2 separate regions of the Anas platyrhynchos genome follow, and region 1 is linked to region 2. Evidence: chromatin contacts called from public Hi-C data. All regions are on one chromosome and are shown on one strand. Each heading gives the region's core, a stretch centred on a gene start, on an enhancer-like site or on the middle of the called end of the contact. The rest is flanking DNA. Distances are from core to core; before and after follow the strand shown.

Region 1 (5,264 bases), core at 2,064-4,563, 78 kb before region 2:
CATCCATGGCATGCTGGGATGTCCATTCACTGTGGGAGCCCTGTCATGGTTATTGATGATTCTTTATTTGTAAAATAAAATAATATAAAATAAAATAACATAAAATAAAATCAAATAAAATGAAATAAAATTAAAAATCCATCATAAGGGCAGAAAAAAGATCTACTGGAACAGGGCAGCCCTGCTTGTTCCGCTGACTCACAAACATTTGGTACATATAAACTCAAATTGGTACATAATAAAATCTTCATAACTGAACACTGTGTGAACAAGTATGTTTGGTATTCCTAAAGGCCAGTCTTTTCTTTGAGTTCCTATCCATCAGTCTTTTTGTTTGACTGTGGTCTCTATCAGCAACTAAGAAAATTTTAACCTATTTTGAAACTATCATGCCTTAAAAACAGGACATAACGTGACTCCCTGCTGGGCTAAGCACTCACTGAAGTGAGCAGAGGGTTCAGAAGGTTATAGATACCCTATAAGTGCTAAAAAAGCTTAAAAAAAAAAAAAAAAAGTAAAAAAAAAGTGCAACGTCTTTTATTTCTCATCCACCCCTCTGTAAGTCTGACTACCCTACTACTATTTGAAAATCCCAGCCTGAAGGATTCACAGCCATAAAGCCCAGCACATAACAAGTTGACGTGTTACCCTGCTGCTGTTATTTCTGCGGCTACCTCCCTTTGCGTAAGAGCAATTTGATATATTTTGCATTAAGTTACAGCAAGTTCTGTGTGCCGGGGCTGGGTCCTACTATGCAACACTCAGAAGAATTGTTTGGCTTTAACAAATGCACTGCTGGCACTCATAGCACTGCTGTGAGTATTCTGGAAAGAGACCAGTCATCAGAAAGGATGCCCTTCCCAGAACTGACATGTGGTTTGCACCTTTCTCCTGAGCACTTGCTTGACTCAGTGTTATAAATGACGTAATTCCCTGCTGAGGCTACTAAGGCTGCTTTTCGTCCTCCTCTCTAGCTGTATGCACTGCTGGGACAGAGAGCAAATTCATGGCGAGATGTGATGATACATCACCACAGATGAACACAGAAAGTACAGCCTGCCTGCCCAGTGCATGGTGTGGACGCAGCCATGTGCATAAATGATTCAGCCCCTTCTTTTCCCAATAATAAAAATTTTCTGAATAATGAAAATGTTCCCCAGTAGTTGAAAATTCTACCTTAATGCCAAGACTTCTTGTAATTTAGCTATGGGCACTCTGATGACAATCTGGGCAGAGGAACCCTGTTTTATGTGTTGTGGTGAGGGTTCAGCTGCTGCCTGCCTCTGTAGGCTGGCAAGCAGTAAGTCTGAAAGGAAAAAAATGAGTTAAACTTGCCAACCAGCACCTGATTTCAGCTGGTATGCTAAGCTAAATCAAGGCTATTACAAACAGAGGGACAGAGTATGCATAGTTTCATGTCCCCCTCCCTTCTCTTCCAGATAACGTCCTCACCAGCACATAGAAATTCAGAAATCATAAGCCAAAATCAGAGGAGTGACATAAAAATTTGCTGAAATCAAACAAAAGATCTAGGTTTTCCTTGCCATCTAGCATGCAAACAGATTTCAGTTATTGTTTTGTTACTGTTCTCTACAGTCTCAGGGGATAGAATTATTGGTTTTTATTTCGTTATAGAGCTGAAATTCTCACATGGTCAAATCAAGACATTGCAAGAACCAGAGCTTTAAGGAAAGCACCAAATGTTAGTGAAGCTTGTGATAAAATCGCAAGAACTGGAAACCTTACAGAATCTCAGCCCAGAAGAGAGTTTGACTTAAAAACTGAATAAACGACAAAGGCCTATACCACCTAATGTGTATGAAAAGGTGCAATAATATTGTGAGCCATTTCTGTTCTTTTGTTAGCAATAGAGCCACATAGCAATTTCCGGGACTGTAAAAACATCCTAATAAATTTTCAGTGTTTCCTTGTGTTGGATGAATCACAGAAATGCCGCTAGCCTTGAATAGGTTTAGCATTCAGATCAACTGTTCGAGAGAAATTCAGCCGAATTGGTGCGTAACTAAAAACGGGCTGTAAATCACGGTCACAGACCATACAGGATGGAGGGCTGTTTAACAATTTCACCCACAGTAACTTCCCTTCAGGATGGAAGCATGGCCTTCATCCACAATGGGAAATGAATGTCTCAACCAAAGGGAAGACTGCACCCTCTCGCTGAGCTGGCTGGACGTGGTCAGTGTGTGAGTAAGAGGAGTGTAGGAAACAAGAAGTAACGTTAGGGACCCAGCAGGTCTTTCTGGTGCCACTCATTGACTTTAGCAGCAAAATTGCAGTACGCCATTGCCCCACGCAGGAAGCACAAGGTCTGGCTGTCCTACAACCAGCAGTAATGGGGAGCTTCTACCTCTCATTAAGACTGCCAGTTCACCTGAACTGCCCATCATCAAGTTCCTGTCTGGCAGCAGCTGACCGTGCTCAGGTTGGCACTGAAAATGTGTCCTTGCAACATCTTCAACAGCTGTGGAATGTGCTGGGGCTCTAGCAACAGAAACAAACCCCAGCAGTAATTCAGCTCACTGTTATCAGCAAGGACATACTGGTATAACTGGGATGCCCAGGAGGTCTAATTTGGCTTTGCAGTATTTGAGGCCAGTCTTGGAGGCTCCTTGGGAGAGTTGTCCTTTTTATATAGATGGTAAGAAGAAGATAAATGCTTTTTGGCAAGAACATCACGTCTTCTTGGTACTTCCTTTTAAACACTCTAATGACGCAGGGTGGACTTTGGGAGAAGTTGTAGGTTGAGCCTTTTGCTGTTTCAGCTAAAAAGGGACAATGGTGGGACACAAAGTTCCTGCGGGTGATGGGAATGGGTGGAGGAAGTCCTTCGCTGGGTAAGAGGCAGTCCTTTCCTCCGAGGCCAAAGCGGGAGCGTGTGTCGTGAGGCAGGAAGCAACGCCAGTGGTCATTTGCTTTTCTGAGAGGCCTGCCAGGCCCAGGTCAAGGCAGGCAGAACTGAAGGAGGAAAAACTGCTACAGAGGGATCCAAGAGGAAGGCCAGGAAGGAGGGGACCACAGGTAGGGATGCCAGCTGGAGCAGGCAAGCAGCAGAGGCTTGCCCTGAGGCCTTCTGGTGAGAGAGGGTGGAGGACAAGATGGAGGGGGCAGGCTGCAAGAGACACCGAAATGAAAACAGTGAAAATTGCACTAAGCCGGAAGGACTTTCAAATAACCAGGAAAAAAAAAAAGAAAAAAAAAAAAAAGAAAAAAAAAAAGTATTCCAGGTATTTCATGGGCTGAATGCATGTGTGTCTGTGAATCCTGGCCTCTTTACTCAGCCACCTCCTGCATGCTCCCCACTAGGTGCCAGTATAGGAGCACATCACTCCACAAGCGCACCAACACTGCAAACGGGCTGTGTAGTGAAGACTTTGCAAATATATTTATCTCTATACATACACACACTGCGTTCTGGGTTTACATTACTCTCTGAATATACAATATGCACAGAATTGCCAGTAGCATCTATAGCTATGTCCAGGGGCAGTATTGCAGTTAAATGGTTATACATGGGACACTGGGCTGCCTTGGCCTTCGTGGAGTGCCCACTGCACCTGGGCACTGCGAGCCCCATCAGCCAGAAAACAACTGCACTGCATTGCTACTTATTGCCAGAAAATATGTCTTTGTCATAGTGTGACTTTTACCCAGAAAGCAACAGCCAGATTTGGGTTGTTGATCTTTGGTTTGATTTGGGGATTTTTTTTTTTTTAAATCCATATGGCAACAGGCATAGGTAAATAATTTTGCAAATTGCTTCCATGCTTTAAAGTGTGTGCATTTGCAGTGCAAAGTGGTATATCACTCTGCATGGAGGTGCCTGATAGGTACCTGACAGAGCCTCCAAATTGAGCCACGGGGGAAAAAGAAATCCATGCTTCAGATACTTTTCAAGTCCCTCCAGGAGAAAACTGTCATTACATACCCTGCACAATCCCATATCCGCAGCAGACTCAGGCAGAAAATTAAGGGAACAAACACTGACTAAAGTCATAAAGAGGACAATACTGTGTCACAGACCACCATGGGAACAAGCAGTTCCACGAAGCTCTGGTGCTTGTCAAGTCTTAAATCTTTCCAAAAAGAGGTTAAGTCTCTTGCCTTGGTTTCTCTGCTACCTGTGCCAAAATAAATAGAATGTGCTCAACTCAAGAAAACAAATACTTGAAAATAACGAAAAATCAATAGTACCCTTGTTATTCAGTAGCAGGTATACAGATCTAATCTGACAGACTGTATTGAAAGTGTAAACTGAATGCTCGCAAACATGTATTAGTAATGTCAAGATGAAATGTTAGCTTGAATCTTATCAATTCAGTTTATAGAATAGGGAGGCATTACCAAAGTATAATTTACCTGTTTTAGAAAGAGTTGTTCTCAGTACAGTGAGCGTGTGTTTAGAAACGTTTGGATTTCAGGTACCCTTCTTCATTACCAAGGAGCTTTTAGTATTGCCTCAACCTGTCAGCCTCCCGAGTTGGGAAGAAATATGAATGGCAAACCAATGTGCATGGAGACACTTAAAGGAGTCTTTCATTCTTGGCCTGGTGTCATTATTCCCATGGGCAGAAGACAAAGAAATATACAGCTAAGGAACAATTTCACATAAAAAATACATCCCTTTGTCCAAAAGCCCTGAGATGTGTCATGTTGTTATGGAGCACATACAGGAACTGGCTGTGCCCTTTTGTACACAGCTGGCCTTTAGGCTCCGTGCAGTCTGCAGCCACGGACCCCACTCGTCTGAGGGAACTATGAATTTAACGAGATGCTCAGCTTTCATTTTCCAAATGTGGGTATATTCAGCCCTTTTCCTCAGCAAATGGAAATAGCTAAAGGAAGGTTATATTTTTTCTTTCTTTTTTTCTTTTTCCTTTTTTTTTTTTTTTTTTTTTTTTTTCCCTAGAGTTTTAAAAACAAGAGTAAGATGTAGTCTTCCATGGTTGCAACATGGATGAGGAAGAATGTAGTGTCAGAGGGATGGAGAAAAGTCTTTCCATGGTAAATGCGGTATGCCCTCAGCCCAGGAGGCCTCCAGCAGTGGTCAGTATAATCTGCTTTGTGGGGAAAGTACAGGATGAACACATTTTTACTGCTCCTCTGTTTAAACTGGGGAAATAGCATGCAGGATTGCAAATATTAGAGGAGGAATCTGTCCTATTATTTTTGGAGCAGCATCCTCTCTGAAATGTGTAAGTCATCAGAACAGAATGAATCCAGTGACTCAAGTGCAACTTAGACGA
Region 2 (5,840 bases), core at 2,660-5,159:
AGAGCCTTGCTTGAGGGGCTTTGGAGACCCAGGTTCAGTCACATGCAAACCACAGACATCCTGGGCAGAGCCCAACACCTGTAAAATGGAAACCTTTTATTCACCTACCTCTCAGGCATGTTGAGAGGGTAAATATTTTAAAGCCCATGAGATGCTCGAATGTTAAGGTTCTGGGAAGCATGTAGTACTGGAGATTAGGTGGGTTTGCTACCTTATTCCTCTCCAGACTCTAAGATTTCCATTTTGCTAACTGCTTCACTACAATTCACATTTTTACCCATGGTTGAACTGTCAAAAAATATCCAGTCTGGATACTTTCAGTCTCAGCTGCATTTTAACACTCCAGCATTTGTTAAAATGAAGCCAAACACTTGCCTACCTAGTTTGGATGAAGTCAGTGTATGTGTGAAATGAACATGATAAAGACCATAGTATGGAGTATATCCAATAGTTGACTTTTTTGTCAACCAAGAGAAACAAGATGACTGTATACGAAAGTTATCCCTAGAAGAATAATAAGGTCTGAGATGCAGTGAAAAGATTAGCTAAGATTAGCTGCACTTGTTCAGCTACAAAACCTTACTTTGTGGTATTATATTCATGTCAGTAATTGTAATAACGACTGCAAGCCTGAACAAAAGCCAGACTATGTTGATCATGTCTTTCACGGAATTCAGTAGGCTCATAAGTATGTCATACATTTATAATTTCCCCCTCCCTCCCCCCCCCCCCCCTTGCTTAACATTTGTAGGCTTGTGCCCAAACTGCTTGGACGTTCATCACAAGAAGCCAAATTTTCTATGAATGTCCATGAAGAATGTCCATATTGCTGACCTGAGAGGCTCTTTCCATGGGCCCAAGCATGGAAGGAGCCTGAAGGGCCCTTTGAAATGATGGCTGTAGCTGTCAGATCTATCTTTTACTGTTATGGCATGTGCCAACTAAACAGGGCTGCCACTGACTTCCATATCTCTCCATATTTTTTGCTTTCTCTTCCAGGCCTTCAGTTGTGTCTTATCATTTCCCTATCTTTGGTCTCCTGAAGTTGTATAATTTATAGTTGACACCTCAATGACATGGAGTGGTGTTGCCACAGAGATATATACACAGAACTGTTTTTGCTTTTGCAAAAAGATGCTTTTGCTGACACAATCATTATACTAACGAAACAGTTCTGATAGTGATCTTCTGTTCTTAATTACATACTTCCAAGTATCAAACGATATTTTGTCAAATGTCTAGTAATCACAATAAGTATAGCTAATTGCCTTTGCTCTGGTTCTTGCCCCAAACTTCCTGCATTAGTAGAATTTATTTATAGAGGCTAAGTAATAAGTGCACTGCACTGATTGAAATGTTGGATGTGTTTCAGTTACTGTTTATGATTTATTATTTCTTCTTTCTTTGTAAATTAGAAACTCTGGAAAGTGTTGGGGGATTCATCTTGATGCAGTTATGATGACATCCTAATGTTCATTGCTCTTCTTATTACGTCTGCATCTGTTGTTCGGTTTAAAAGACCTAGTAGCAGTGATAGGCCCTTTCCAAAACAATGGAGCCAAACACTTTCAAACTATGGAGAAATTTGGTCCAGATCCAGATTTCACAGCTTGGATTTATCTCCATAATGAACCAAACCAACACCCAAGATAGGAACAGCCTTGAACTCAGATCCCAGATAAGGACATGGTGTGTAAACTCTTCTCTTAAAGCTTGGACTCATGATCTTTTCAGAAAGGGGTTTTCCTAATTTTAGATATTACTGCCTATCTCCTCTTTGCAAGTGCTTTTCAGTGGGAGGTTACCACGTCCTCCACGGAGCCAAGCAAACCGCCTTCGTGAGCTAATCAGCTTCAGCACAAAGTCAGCTGAGTTACTTCGAGCTGCTGCAGAAAGCGGGTTGAGCTAAGCCGGTGGCTTTGCTTGGACATGATTTCCATCTGCAGGATTGGGCCCTGCTGGGGAGAGAGTTACCTCCGGTGCTGGAGCAGTGGTTAATGCCTCCTTTCTTCGACTGCTTCAGCCAGACCTGCAAGTACACCTTTGTCTACATCCCTTGGTTATACTTGCAACTGTTCCATCGGCTTACCCCAAAGCAGAATTTCGTCCCGTCTATGATTGACAGGGGACCAATTGACAAAAACCAGTCTATTTGTATCCCTGAGTGTATTTGTATGATTCCTTTGTGGATGCTTTTTACATGAGTCAGCTTCTGCAGAAGGAAAAACACTGGTTTCACCAAGAAAATACAAAGGTTTGTTTCCAATAATACAAAATGTCTCCCCACTTAATTATTTCTGAGGAGCTCAGACATACGAATAAAGGGCCTAATAAGGAGTTGCCTTAGCTGGCGTGTCCCAGGGACTGCTCATTATTTACAATAAAGCGAGTAGGATCAGGATTTGACCTGATGGTATGACTGCTAGCATTCCTGTAAATTCCAGTTGCAATTCCTCTTTCACAAGAAACTTTGCCTTTCCCAAAGAAGCGTGTCTGGTGTTTTATTTTTGTGTTTGGGCAGACTGGCTTGTTGTCTCTGGCTTCACAAGAAATGCCGAGGTGGAACAGACAGAACATCAGCTCTAGGGGAAAAAGAAACGGTCATTGCTTCAGTCTGAGCCTCCTGCCTTTCGTCAGCTAATGTCCTACCTCTGGTGCTTGGTAGAGAGGCATTTTTTCCCACCCACTGAGGCCCTGATGGAAACTAAAGGAAAACAAAATAAATTGTTATATACCTGGTCTGTAGATCATTGTGTCCTTCCACTACTTAGTAAATGTTTCTTTAATTGGCTTAGTTAGCCCCCCTCACCTTTCAGCACTTCAGGAATGACTCTTTGAAGAGAGCCATGTACAGAGATTTAGCTGACATTTAGTGACACTAGGCCCTACAGTCTCCAAAATATGACTGATGTCACTTGTTATGTTCCCTTGGGTCTCTGGGGACAAAGTCACTCTTACCCTGAAGCATGCATTGACAATCTCAAGATAACACTTCTTTGACAGAGGCAGGGGCCCTGTTCCAGGGTCTAATGTAATCTCTAGAAAGTTTCCAATCTGGGCATTGTTTGTTATTTATATTTCATATCTGGGTTCTGTGTTTGCCTTGCGGTGATTTTAGTACGAAAGTTGGTAATAAGAACAAAATCCATACACTTTTCTGCTGGAAGGACGTGCTGAGAGGTCTACGGTCAGATGGAGGAAACCTTGTTCAAGCTGAACAAATTAAAATGGGCCTGGGAAAAGGATCGCTACCTGAGCTCTTATTCTGCAAACAAAGCCACCAGCACTGAGAAGACTGGGGGTAAGGTGTGAATGAAACTGAAACTGACTTTAAATAATTAATCTAGAAAGCCCACTCTTATCTGTAAATACCCATCACGACACCAGGGAAAGAACTGTAAGCAAAAGAGAGAGATTTTTTGGTTTGTTACTTAGCCTCACAGGAAGGGATGGCTTTATTAATTTTGCTTTTACCCATTACTTAATTGTATTTTTTTTTTGCCCAGACACAAATCAGTGGAGATAGGGGAGGGCAGGCTGTTGATACCCCGCTTGCAGGGCTTTGATGCCAACCTCGTCATGGACTTGGCGACAAGAAGACCCATCAAGTGCCATCGAGTGGGCCTGGGGGATGCTGCTGGCTGAGTGGGCATCCCATTGGCATGGACCCGGGCAAAGTGGCAGCATCCCTGCTCCTCTCTGCATCCCCACTCCTCTCTGCATCCTCCAGGATTTCCTCTTTTTCCCTACTGGGGAGGAGAACGGGGGCAAACCCACCGACCTGGGGACAACCCCCAAACTGCCTCACGGTTTGGAGGGCTCGGAAATCGCCGTGGAGAGGGCTCCCCGTGGGACCCCCGGGCATCCCCACGGCGGTGCCCACCCGAGGCGTGGGGGCTGCGGGCACACGAGGGCGCTCGCAGCAGGGCTGAGCCGGCTGTGCGAGGCACGGCTCCTGCCCTCGCTTTTTCTCTAAGCTCACAGTGCTATTTTCTTTTTTTTTTTTTTTTTTTCTCCCCCCTAAAAACGACTTTATTATTATTTTTAAAGAGGAGTGAAATAATAGTTTGTCTCTTGAAGACCAAAGGCTAAACCAACTGATAAAATTCAGCTGCTATCTGGGATAAATGCAGCTGAAACTGCCAAAACAAGCCTGACCTCACTTCCTGCATGTGTGCACCAAAGGTTTTCACCAGGAACTCAGCACTCAGCAGAGCAGGGCTGGCACAGAGGGGAAAGGAGGGTATGTGCAATGAGGAAATGGTATTTCAGCAACTAGCCCATCTTTACTGCTTTAGTGCAGTCTTGTAAATATTAATTTAATCATTGAGGTTAATAATTCATTAGTGGCAGCAAGAACTCGAAGAAGGAACACCAGAGCAGCTTTTTACTCTTTTTTTTTTTTTTTTTTTCCTGCTGTACCTTTGACGAAGCTGCAGATTACCCTTCCTGTGGCCACCCTCTCTGAATGCCATCTCAGCGGGGCTGTACCCGTACAAGTGCTCCCCTGTGGAGGTACGGCTTTGCCCTTTGGCTCAGAAGGAGCAATTAGTACCCTATAACCAACAATCTCTCACCAAAACTCCAGCGAGAAGCCAGAGGTCATTGCGAGCCCATTGCGAGTCCTTGCGCTCTATTCCGGCAAAGAGGTGAATGGAGCAAGCTGGGACGGAGGGAGGGGATGGCATGGAAAAGCAAGTCCTGGAGCAAAGGGGCTGGCTCCCTGCCTCTACCTGAAAAGGAGTTAGGTTGAAATTTGTTCTGTGTTGTAAGGTTTGAAGTTAGCCATGTACAGACGGATAATGTTTCTGGCACAGAAACGCAAGGTATGCCTCAGTCAGGTTCTCTGGGTGATCTGAATTTACAGCTGAGGGCAAAGGCAATGTTAAAGATGGGTTTGGTGCATGCTGCCTGAGGTGTTGAGGTGGGCTGCTGTACGGCAGGGTGTTTGGGCCGTTGCCGTGAAGGGACCACAAAGCACCCTCTTAGCTGACATCGCTCCAGGTGAGTATCAGTCATGCCCTGGTCATGGTAATAAAGGCTTCTGTGTGAACGTGGGCCATTCACACACACCTGCTCCTCGCCCCAGGAGATTTTGGGAAAGATGGGAGCAGCTTATTCATTCCACCTTGCTCTCCATGAATACTTCTCTGCCCCAGGCAGCAACCTGGGCTGCAGGCAAGATAGAGATGCCTGTGCCCTAGCACGTGCTCGGGGTAAGGCCAATGCTACGGAGTATGTTGGGTCGACAGCGTGTGGGCAGACTGAGTGTACTGGTCATGGGGTGGAGGCCTGGGCATGTTACCATAAAGGATCTCAGCCCTCCCCTGCCACTGGAAGAGGCTGGGTGGATTTAGGAAAGTTGGTCACTCATTTAAAGAGTCACACCAGGCATGAAAAGAAACGTGTGTGTATTGGTGATCTTGTAAAAACAAAGGGAATTGGTCCAGATTCACGGTCATTACAGTGTCTCTCCTCTTCACCCTTCCTCTGTGAATTGGTACCCACTGCCCACACAGAACACACAGGCATGTGATGAAGAGTTTTCAGAACAGATTTGAGCGAGGACCTGCCTAAACAGAGTGAAATGAAGCAAGAAGCAGGACATGATGAGTGATATGGTTCACTTAGTCAGAGATGGCCACCTTCCCTATCTTGAATTGCTGAGGCAGAAATCGCATGGCTCAGCTCACACAGGACATCCCTGTTTTTCACCCAAGGACCAGAACTGCAAGGGGAAGGTTGGCTGTGTGTGGATGTACTGGTTGAATATGCAGAAATCACCAGCAGTCTTTCCTAGAGGGTTTTGTAGAATGGCTTTTGCATGAAGGAGTGTCACC

The links. A called contact is a pair of places that touch in the nucleus more often than the background predicts.
Region 1: a Hi-C map of liver shows a contact between it and region 2, with 3 times the contacts expected there. The contact joins two enhancer-like sites. A contact is called at or near these places in 2 of 8 Hi-C or Micro-C datasets (liver and skeletal muscle).

Annotation. Positions count from the first base shown.
Region 1 is chr2:54,766,835-54,772,098 of IASCAAS_PekinDuck_T2T, reverse strand. No RefSeq gene overlaps it. Among named protein-coding and RNA genes, the nearest start is that of RBBP8, 40 kb to the left of the region's middle. Within about 2 kb of position 3,313, at least 3 of the 8 cell types and tissues checked have an H3K27ac peak or open chromatin away from gene starts, as enhancers often do.
Region 2 is chr2:54,688,815-54,694,654 of IASCAAS_PekinDuck_T2T, reverse strand. No RefSeq gene overlaps it. Among named protein-coding and RNA genes, the nearest start is that of GATA6, 79 kb to the right of the region's middle. Within about 2 kb of position 3,909, at least 4 of the 8 cell types and tissues checked have an H3K27ac peak or open chromatin away from gene starts, as enhancers often do.